2 separate regions of the Mus musculus genome follow, and region 2 is linked to region 1. A link is a contact called in public promoter capture Hi-C data. All regions are on one chromosome and are shown on one strand. The core of a region is the stretch at or near the end of the contact, and the rest is flanking DNA. Distances in the headings are between cores, read along the strand shown.

Evidence for each region. Promoter capture Hi-C pulls out the DNA fragments that hold promoters and counts their contacts.
Region 2: a contact with region 1 is called in a promoter capture Hi-C map of cranial neural crest. The contact joins the promoter of Ppt1 here to the promoter of Cited4 in region 1. A contact is called at or near these places in 2 of 39 promoter capture datasets (cranial neural crest and liver).

The regions. Positions count from the first base shown.
Region 1 is chr4:120,663,408-120,667,851 of GRCm38.p6, reverse strand. Cited4 (Cbp/p300-interacting transactivator, with Glu/Asp-rich carboxy-terminal domain, 4) reads right to left here and starts at 1,289. Exons shown (of 1, transcript NM_019563.2): 1 at 32-1,289. The coding sequence starts at 1,049. The coding sequence ends at 501.
Region 2 is chr4:122,833,468-122,838,118 of GRCm38.p6, reverse strand. It overlaps Ppt1 (palmitoyl-protein thioesterase 1), which reads right to left and starts at 1,892. Exons shown (of 9, transcript NM_008917.3): 1 at 1,740-1,892. The coding sequence starts at 1,863.

The DNA.
Region 1 (4,444 bases), core at 40-2,539:
GTGGGGATGAAAAGGAAATGGAAACTCAAAATTGTAAAGCAACCCAGTTTTATTTTGGTTTTAGAGGCCAGCGGGAGCATGGCTCCACTCTGCAGGGGTTAGGTGTAAAATCCTTCCCTCCCCCGGGCCAGGGGCCCAGGGAAGGTAGGGGGTACGGAGAGATGGCTCCCTAGACCCAATCCGGTTAGTAGGCTGCTCGAGAAGGAAGGTCAGGCAGAGGCCTGTAATGGCTCAGATTGGGGCAAGGCGGCGGAAAGAGGGCACAGAATCCAAGAACGTGGAATCCGAAGGCTGGTTCAGTTCCCTCCATTAGACCGCTGAGGCTTGGGTATGAGAAGCGAGACCCAACTGTCATCTGGCAGGAGGCAGAGCCTGGAGGCAAGGCAGGTGTTCTCGGCTGGAGCCGTCTCGGCACGAAAACCAGGCGCCTCCACCCTCACGGAGGGTGTGTGGGAGCCGGGCCACCGGGCGCAAGGTCCCGTGTCTCTGGGTGGTGGCTCTCAACAGCTCACCGAGCCGGCGGCCGGCGCTGACCCCAGGTCTGAGAAGCAATCGAACTCGCTCTGGCCGAGGAAGAGCTCCGGCAGCTCGCGTACGCGGTGCAACCCGAGCTCGAGTTCCAGCGACGTCAGCGCCTCTTCGTCGATGAGCTCGGTGTCCATGCAGCCCAGGGCGGGTGGCGGCGGCGGCGGCGGCAACGAGGCTGCGGCTCCGGGCGCCGGCTGCAGAGGTGAGGGCCCTCCAGCGGCTGCCGGGGGCGCCGGGATGCGGCCCGGGGACGGTGTGGCTGCAGACTGCAGGTGCGTGCTACCGGCGCCCGGCGACTGCGAGACGGGGAAGGGCTGGAAAGAGACCGGCGACCCGAAGGAGCCGTATGCCAGGGTCCCGGGTGGCGGCGGCGGTCCCAGCGGAGCCCCCCGCGGCCGCAGACCGCTGTCCATGCCCGGGCCTGCGTATGGCTGCAGAGTCCGGGGAGCGTGCGGGCCGTGGGTGTGCGGCGGCACCTGTAGCAGGCAGTAGCCCTCGGCGAGCATCAGGTGGTCGGCCATAGCAGCTGGCGGACAGTCAGGGCACGCCCCGGGTCTCGGCCAGCGGCTCCTCTTGGGCGGGAGACCCGGGCACTGTGCAGTCCCTGCAACTCAACCAGGCAGAGGAAGAATAAATCGGATTCGTTCACTGTCTCACCCGGGTCTCCCGGATCTCCTCTCTTCTGCGCTGCCCACAGCAGTAGTTGCAGGCCGCAAAAGAAACAGACAGCCCAAGGGTTCCCAGGCTTTCGCGCAGTGCCTTGAAGTCCGGAGATTTTTTATACCAAGAGGCGGGAACGCCACGCCCACTCTCTGTCATTGGCTGGATGAATCCCTTCTGGGCGGGTCGTGAACCTGTCCAAGAAGGTATTGGTCCCGCCCCCTACCAGAGCTCCGCCCTTTGGGCCTGCAAGGGCGTCCCAGGATGCAGGCACTTTGGTAGGGCTGGGTGGTTGACATTTTTCTGGGGCTTGGTCAGGCCTTCGAGGTACTGGTTAAGAGGGGGTATGGGAGTAGCTTGAATTTGCCAGATGAGGTGAGAGGGCCAGTTCCTGTAGTTTCAGGATCTTGGCGTCACTCAATTTACTATTTTTTCGGACTGAGCCTCAGAGGCAGGAGAGATTTCCTGGAAACACACAGTAAATAAAGCCTTTAAGATTCAAACCCGGAACTTTGTATTGCACTTCAGCGAAGTGCAATGTCCTTTGAAGAGGTCAGCTCTCTGTTCCTACAATCCCCAGGGAGCCAATTGCTCCTTCTCTCTGGTTCACACTGTGCTGTCTGTTGAAGCTTGTCCTGAGTTGTTATTAAAGTAATTTATGGGCATGTCTCCTGAAGGACTTGTTCATCTTCTTACCCTCAGCATTTGGCCCGCAGCCTGGTTCAGAGCTGGCTTTCTGTAAAAGTGGAATGAATGAGCAAATGATGGCGTGAATTGCAGCTCATTCACCAAACTGCGGCTTTCTCCTCCGTAGGATGCTGGCCAGAGTAGCAGAGACCACAAGCGCCTATGGTGAAAGTTAGCTGAGGCTCTGTGTGTGTGTGTGTGTGTGTGTGTGTGTGTGTGTGTGTGTGTATAGAGCCCTCCATAGTGCCTGGCACATACATATGTATTAAATGTTCTTTAATCTAGTGAAAGGTTGGCTATAAGGCTGGCTCTAATGATCACCCAATGGGGGATTTCCAAAGCTTCTTTGAATCACAATAATCCTAACTTGGAGCTTTAGAGTGCTCTACATTCTACAAGTGCCTTTCTGGGGTAGGGTATGAATTTTTAGCCCTATTTTGCAGATAAGAAGACTAAGGCACCAAAGGAAAATGAGGCTGTGCAGAGGCTGTATGCAAATAGTCATTCCTATATGCAACAAGCTCTTTGAGCCACAGGCATGCCGGGGACGGTTTCCTGGAGCCTGACTTACACATGTTGGCTTTCCCCTCCTCAGGCTCCCCTCCCCCCTGCAGCAGCCTCTGGCCTTCCTGGAACTTTGGTTTATCTAGCTGGTGTAGAGGGGAGAAGTTTAGCAGCCGAGTTCAGAGGCCCAAGTTCTAATCATAGCTCTGCCACCTGCAGGGGCGTTGGGTGGGGGCTGGGGGGGCATCACTTGATTCCATAGGGCCTCTGCTTTCTGCTGTGAAAGGAAGTTGGTGGTCCTAGTCTAGTATAATGAAAGCCTTGGGCTATCTCTTTTTCTCCAGATAGGGCTCCACACAGAAATTCTTAAACCTGACTGTTAGGGGGAACCCTAACCTTCTGACTCAGAAGGTTAACACTGAGATGTTTGTTTGTTTGTTTGTTTGTTTGTTTTAGGCAGAGCCTTGCTGTGTAACCCAGGCTGGTCTTGAAGCTGATATTATTGTCGTTCAGCCTTCCTAGTGCTTAGACTGTGGGTGGTTTGGAATCATAAGACTATGTTTTTAAAAAAAATCACCCTGACATAGCTGGTCTAAGGACACCATCGTTTGGCAGTGGTTACATCACAAGACAGTTTTGCTTTTAGAAAAAAGTGTGTGTGTGTGTGTGTGTGTGTGTGTGTGTGTGAATAATGCTTTAAAAAGTTATCTAATCTGGGGCTGGAGAAATGGCTCACCACTTAAGAGAGCTTGCTGTTCCTCCAGATGGCCTGAGTTTGGTTCCCACTGTTCATACTGGGCAGCTCACAACCACCTTTAATGCCAGCTTCAGATGATCCAATAGCTTCTTTTTACTTTTGTGGGTACCCACATACACATCTCACACAAACATACACAAATCAAAATTTAAAATAAGATTTTTGAAGTTCTTTAGCGCGTTTGGTGCATTAACTGACAACTAACAATTCACTGGGAGACGGTGGAGGAGCCTACTTCCATCAAGGGCTTGCTATACAAACTTGGGGGCTTGAGTTTGGATTCCCAACATCCACATAAAAAGCTGAGGTGTCCAGGGATCCACCCCATAATCAGCTTCCAAACGCTGACACCATTGCATACACTAGCAAGATTTTATCGAAAGGACCCAGATGTAGCTGTCTCTTGTGAGACTAGGCCGGGGCCTAGCAAACACAGAAGTGGATGCTCACAGTCAGCTATTTTGGATCACAGGGCTCCCAATGGAGGAGCTAGAGAAAGTACCCAAGGAGCTAAAGGGATCTGCAACCCTATAGGTGGAACAACAATATGAACTAACCAGTACCCCGGAGCTCTTGACTCTAGCTGCATATGTATCAAAAGATGGCCTAGTCGGCCATCACTGCAAAGAGAGGCCCATTGGACACACAAACTGTATATGCCCCAGTACAGGGGAACGCCAGGGCCAAAAAAATGGGAATGGGTGGGTAGGGAAGTGGGGGGAAGGGTATGGGGGACTTTTGGGACAGCATTGGAAATGTAATTGAGGAAAATATGTAATAAAAAATATTTTAAAAAAAAAGCTGAGGTGTCGGGCTGGCGAGATGGCTCAGCGGTTAAGAGCGCCGACTGAGTTCAAATCCCAGCAACCACATGGTGGCTCACAACCATCCATAACGAAATCTAATGCCCTCTTCTGGAGTGTCTGAAGATAGCTACAGTGTACTTACATATAATAAATAAATAAAATTTAAAAAAATAAAAAGCTGAGGTGTCATGTTCTTGTAATTGTGGTGCAGTAGAGGTGGATCAAGGAGAACTTTGGAGCTTGCTGGCCAGCCAGACTGGCCTAATCTGCAAACTCCAGATTCAGGGAGAGACCCTGTCTCAAAAAGTAAGGTGTGTGTATGGGGGTGCAGTCTAGTGAGATGGCTCAGAAGTAATGGTGCCTGCAGTCAAACCTGACAGCTTGAACTCGATCCTGAGGGACTCCTATGGTAGAAGGAGAGAATCAACTTCCAAAAGTTATTCTTTGACCTCCACATGCACATCATGGCACACACACACACACACACACACACACACACACA
Region 2 (4,651 bases), core at 643-3,142, 2.2 Mb before region 1:
CCCTATTCTGGTGTGTTTGAAGACAACTACAGTGTGTGTGTATATATACATATATATACACACACACAATACACACACACACACTTGATTTTTTAAAATATATGTGTATATATATGTATATGTATGTATGTATGTGTATGTATGTGTATGTATGTGTATGTATGTATGTATGTGTATATATATATATATAGTTTTAAATCTGAGCTCCCAAAGAAAATGCCTGTTGTTGGTTCTGTTGACAAGCACCTGAATTCCCTGTGATCTCAGCTGACTGTTCTCAATCCCTTTTCTTCTAATGACAACTTCTCCCCAGAGCTCATAGCCACAGCTTTTGTTCAGTGATCACTTAGGGTATGCATAGACATCTAGTGTCAGAAATAGATCCTTTCAACGTCATTTTTAATTTTAATTATATGGGTCTTCCCATGTAGCTCTGGCTGATGTGGAACTTGCCATGTAGATCATGCAGGCCTCAAACTCGGGGTGTTCCTCCTGCTTCTGCCTCCGGAGTGCTGGGGAGTTACATTCCTAAACTAGCTCTTTACAGTTGCTAGCTAGCACAAAGGGCTTAGAACAGTTCTTTACAAATGTAAATTCTACCACCTCACAAGTTCCTAGTGAAATTCCAAGTCCTTACACTAATCTTAAAAGCCCCAGCATACTTGTCCACCCTCTTATTCCCTTGCTCCCGCTGCTCCTGCTACACTGCTCTGCATGCTAGTCTGCCAAGCTCAGGGCCTTTGCACCTGCTGCTCCTGTGACCACATGTCCCTATGGCATCTTCCCTCGTCCTCCTTTTTTTCTTCTCTTTTTTCCTTCTTTTATTTTTTTTATTGGATATTTTCTTTATTTACATTTAAATGTTTTCCCCTTTCCAGGTCTCCCCATCGGAACCCCCCTATCCAATCCCCCCTCCCCCTGACTCTATGAGGGTGTTCCCCACCCACCCACTCCTGTCTTCCCTCCCTGGCATTCCCCTACACTGGGGCATCGAACATTCTCAGGTTCAAGGGCCTCTCCTCCTACTGATGTCCAAGTCCATCCTCTGCCACATAGGCAGCTGGAGCCATGGGTCCCTCCATGTGTACTCTTTAGTTGGTGGTCCAATCCCTGGGAGCTCCGGGGGGGTGGGGCGGGAGGGAGGATCTGGCCAGTTGCTCCCTCCATGGTGCTGCATCCTCTTAAGCTCTACTCAGTTGTCACTCTTGGGTGAATCCCGTTTCCTGTTCTAACTTGCTCCGTAGAAGCACAAGCTCACACCTGAGGCTCTATCTTCTGTTTTCACTGCACTCCTGGCCATTTGACAAGTTTCCCGTATTTCCTTATAATACGTTTCCCCCACTGGACAGCAAGTTCCAGAAAGATGAGAATGCTTCATGCTCAGGTATAGCAGGTGCTCTGAGGTAACTGTATAAAGGACATGAAGGCCCCTGGTAGATCTCTATTCAGATGTGAAGGAATGAAAGCCTGAGTGTGCAGTCCAGCTCTGCAGGGGCAGGCTGGACTGACTGTGAGATACTGCAGGCTGATGCTACTGCTGCCAGGATTTTAACAAAGCATAAACCAAGCCGTGCACAATACTCACTGAGCACTCACTAAAGACACCTGGTTGTCGTCCCTTCCGTGCAGAGCAACAAATCCGAAAACCTTGGACTAGGCGGGTGCTGTGGAATCCCTATCGTCTTTCCAGATTTAAGAACCGAGGGGGGAAAAGGATGCCCCCGTCCACGCCCACTCACCCATCCCATGCCAGATCACCAGCGGTGGTGGTGAAGGTGGGTCCAGATGCCCCAGGGCCCAGGCGGCGCAGCACCAAGGCAGCAGAGCGGCAGCTAGCAGCCTCCGCGAACAGGACGACGCCATCTTAGCAATCACATGACCGCGGGGACTGTGGACCAAAGTAATTCCGGTGGCCACGCCCCCTGCCGGGCTCTGCATCCTGACAGAGACGTTTATTCATTGCTTAACACCCACCAGACTCTACTATATAAGGGCTTTCCATCTTTTAATTGATCTTATGCACTGCTCTCATTTTACACCCAAGGACGCCTAGGTGACAATTCCCCCTTCCCCCTACGGAACTTTGCCTTCTCTTTCAGCTGTGTATTAGCAGAAAAGAGCTGTTTATTCGCTAACAATTATGTCATTTGCACGTAATTTTAATTCTATGTGTGGGCGTTTCATATGTGTACGGCTCGCGTTCTACAGCGCATGTGTGGAGGCCAGAGAACCGCTTGCAGGAGCGGTCAGAGGGATTGAACTGAGGTCATCCATCAGGCTTGGCTGCAGGTGCTTTCCCCCTAGGAGACTGTTTTTATTTTAGCACATGTGTGAGAAATTAGGTAAGGTCCTCGGAGGCGGAGGCAGAAAACTCTTCAGCACAGTGCCATAGTACTTATAGCCCTTGGAAGAAAAGGCTCAGTGTCGGGACTGGGGAAGGGAGACTTGATTTTCATCCAGGGCAAGTTATATCATGGTGAGGTTTGGTTTGGATCGTAAAGCTAAGATGGGGTTTCAAAAGCTAAAGATGTAATTAGGGAGGAGGAAGTTTGGACTCCTGAAGAGGGAAAAAAGTATCTTATTAAAGATGTAATAAGACTTCCAGGCTGTCATGGACTCTCAGGTATTTCATGTACTAGGAAGATGGGAAACATAGCTACGTCCTATCCAAGCTCCACTCTGGTTTATTATAGCCCAGAGGCTCCTGTCTATGCTCCCACATCTTTTCTAGATTCCCTCAGTGCAGCCTCGGCACCTCAATGACAGTGTCAAACATTTTTTCCCCTAAAAAAGCATTAAAAATGTTTAAAGGAATCTGTTAAATAGGGTGTATTCACGGTACAGTGGGACTCTCTGACACCGGCTTTATAAAGGATGAAGTAGTCTTGTAGAGAGCGACATATGAAAAATCTAGAAGAATAACCGGTTGTGCACCCACATGAAACCCTTCTGTACCACCCCACTGAAACCAGCAGTTACTTAGTAATTGGAAAGCCAATTAAAATACAGGATTAGGATGCATTATACAGTGCACAGTCTGATAAGCGTTGGGCCAGCTAGATTGTTCAGCTGGATAAAACAATGGCCACTAAGCCATTCCTGATCCTTTCCTCTTGAGAACTATGATAGCTTGAGGTTAAAAAAAACAAGTTGTGCAAGCTGTCTTCTGAGCTCTATACACCGACAGTCACATGTCCCCATAGAGACTCATAAACACACAATGTAAACAAATAAATCAGAGTAAAAACAAAGGAAAGCAAAAATAGGCCCGGGGCCAGGAAGACAGCTCTGTCTTTAAAGTGCTTGCTGCTTCAGCGTAGAATCTGAGTTGGATGGCCACACCCGCAGGTGTAGGGAAGTGCAATCCCAGTGTGGAGGAGGCAAAGACAAGGGGATCCCTGGGTTTTGCTGGCTGCCGGGCCACAGTCTAATCAGATCGCCAGGTTCCAGGTTCAGTGGGAGCCTTTGTCTCAGATATGAGGTGAGAGGGATGGAGAAAGAAACCAGATAGGTCTCAGTAGCCCAAGTTGGCCTGGAATTTTCTATGTAGCTTCGAATGACTGAACTCTTGCTTTTCCTGTCCCTGCCTCGAAAGTGCTGGGATTATAGGCTTTGGCCACCATACTCAGCTCATTCTTTACTTTATACATTGCTGTATGATTTGTGTTTTTATAGCAAGGATTCAAGGATACATAGCAAGGCTGGCTTGCTGGCTCTCTCTCTCTCTCTCTCTCTCTCTCTCTCTCTCTCTCTCTCTGTATGTCTCTGTCTCTCTCTTTCCAACTTGGGGCAGCTGTCCTGCCTCTGCCTCCTTGCTAGAATTACAGTTATTTTTCACCATACAGTCTATGGAAATAACTTCTAAAATCAGAATATAGTGATATATGTACACATTGAAAATTGCACATAAACTGCTTCAGCAGCAAGAAGTTGCAGTGGCAAACATGGGGAAAGCAACCTTTTTCTCCTTACTATTTGCAACCACACCATACTCCAAAGACCTATGGAATAGAAGGAAAAACAATTATTAGTTTAGAAAATGGATTGAGAAGCATATTAAATCAGGGATAGTTTTTTTTTTTAAATAAAATTTTGGTTTATTTGTGTGTGTGTGTGTGTGTGTGTGTGTGTGTGTGTGTGTGTAGCTATGTGTATAAATGCACAAATCCCATGTCGCACATATGGAGATTAGAGGACTACTTCCAGGAGTCAGTTTTCTCCTTCTACTTCTACCACTTTGGGTCCCAGAGATGGTTGCCCACTGGTGGCAGGTGCCTTTTCCCTTCTGAGCCATCTTGCTGGCCCAAGTATTTTGTTTGTATTCTGTATATGAGAAGTATGTTCTTGGGTTGGTGGTGTGGCTCAAAGGCAGAGCAATTGGATCCAAGGCATGGGTTGAAGAGAGGGATGGAGAAAGGGGAAGAAGGCAGTGTGTGTGTGTGTGTGTGTGTGTGTGTTGGATTGAAGTTTCCACACATGCCCATGAGGTAGGTTGTTTCTATTTCTCTGATTTCCCACGTAACATTAGTGTTCTTCATTTTTGAGTTTGGGGGAGATATGCTAAAATCTCCTCTTGTAATAATAATAGTGGGTTTTGCTCTCTTTGGCCCATCTCTTCTCTTGACAGTCTCATGTTCAAATATTTTAATCA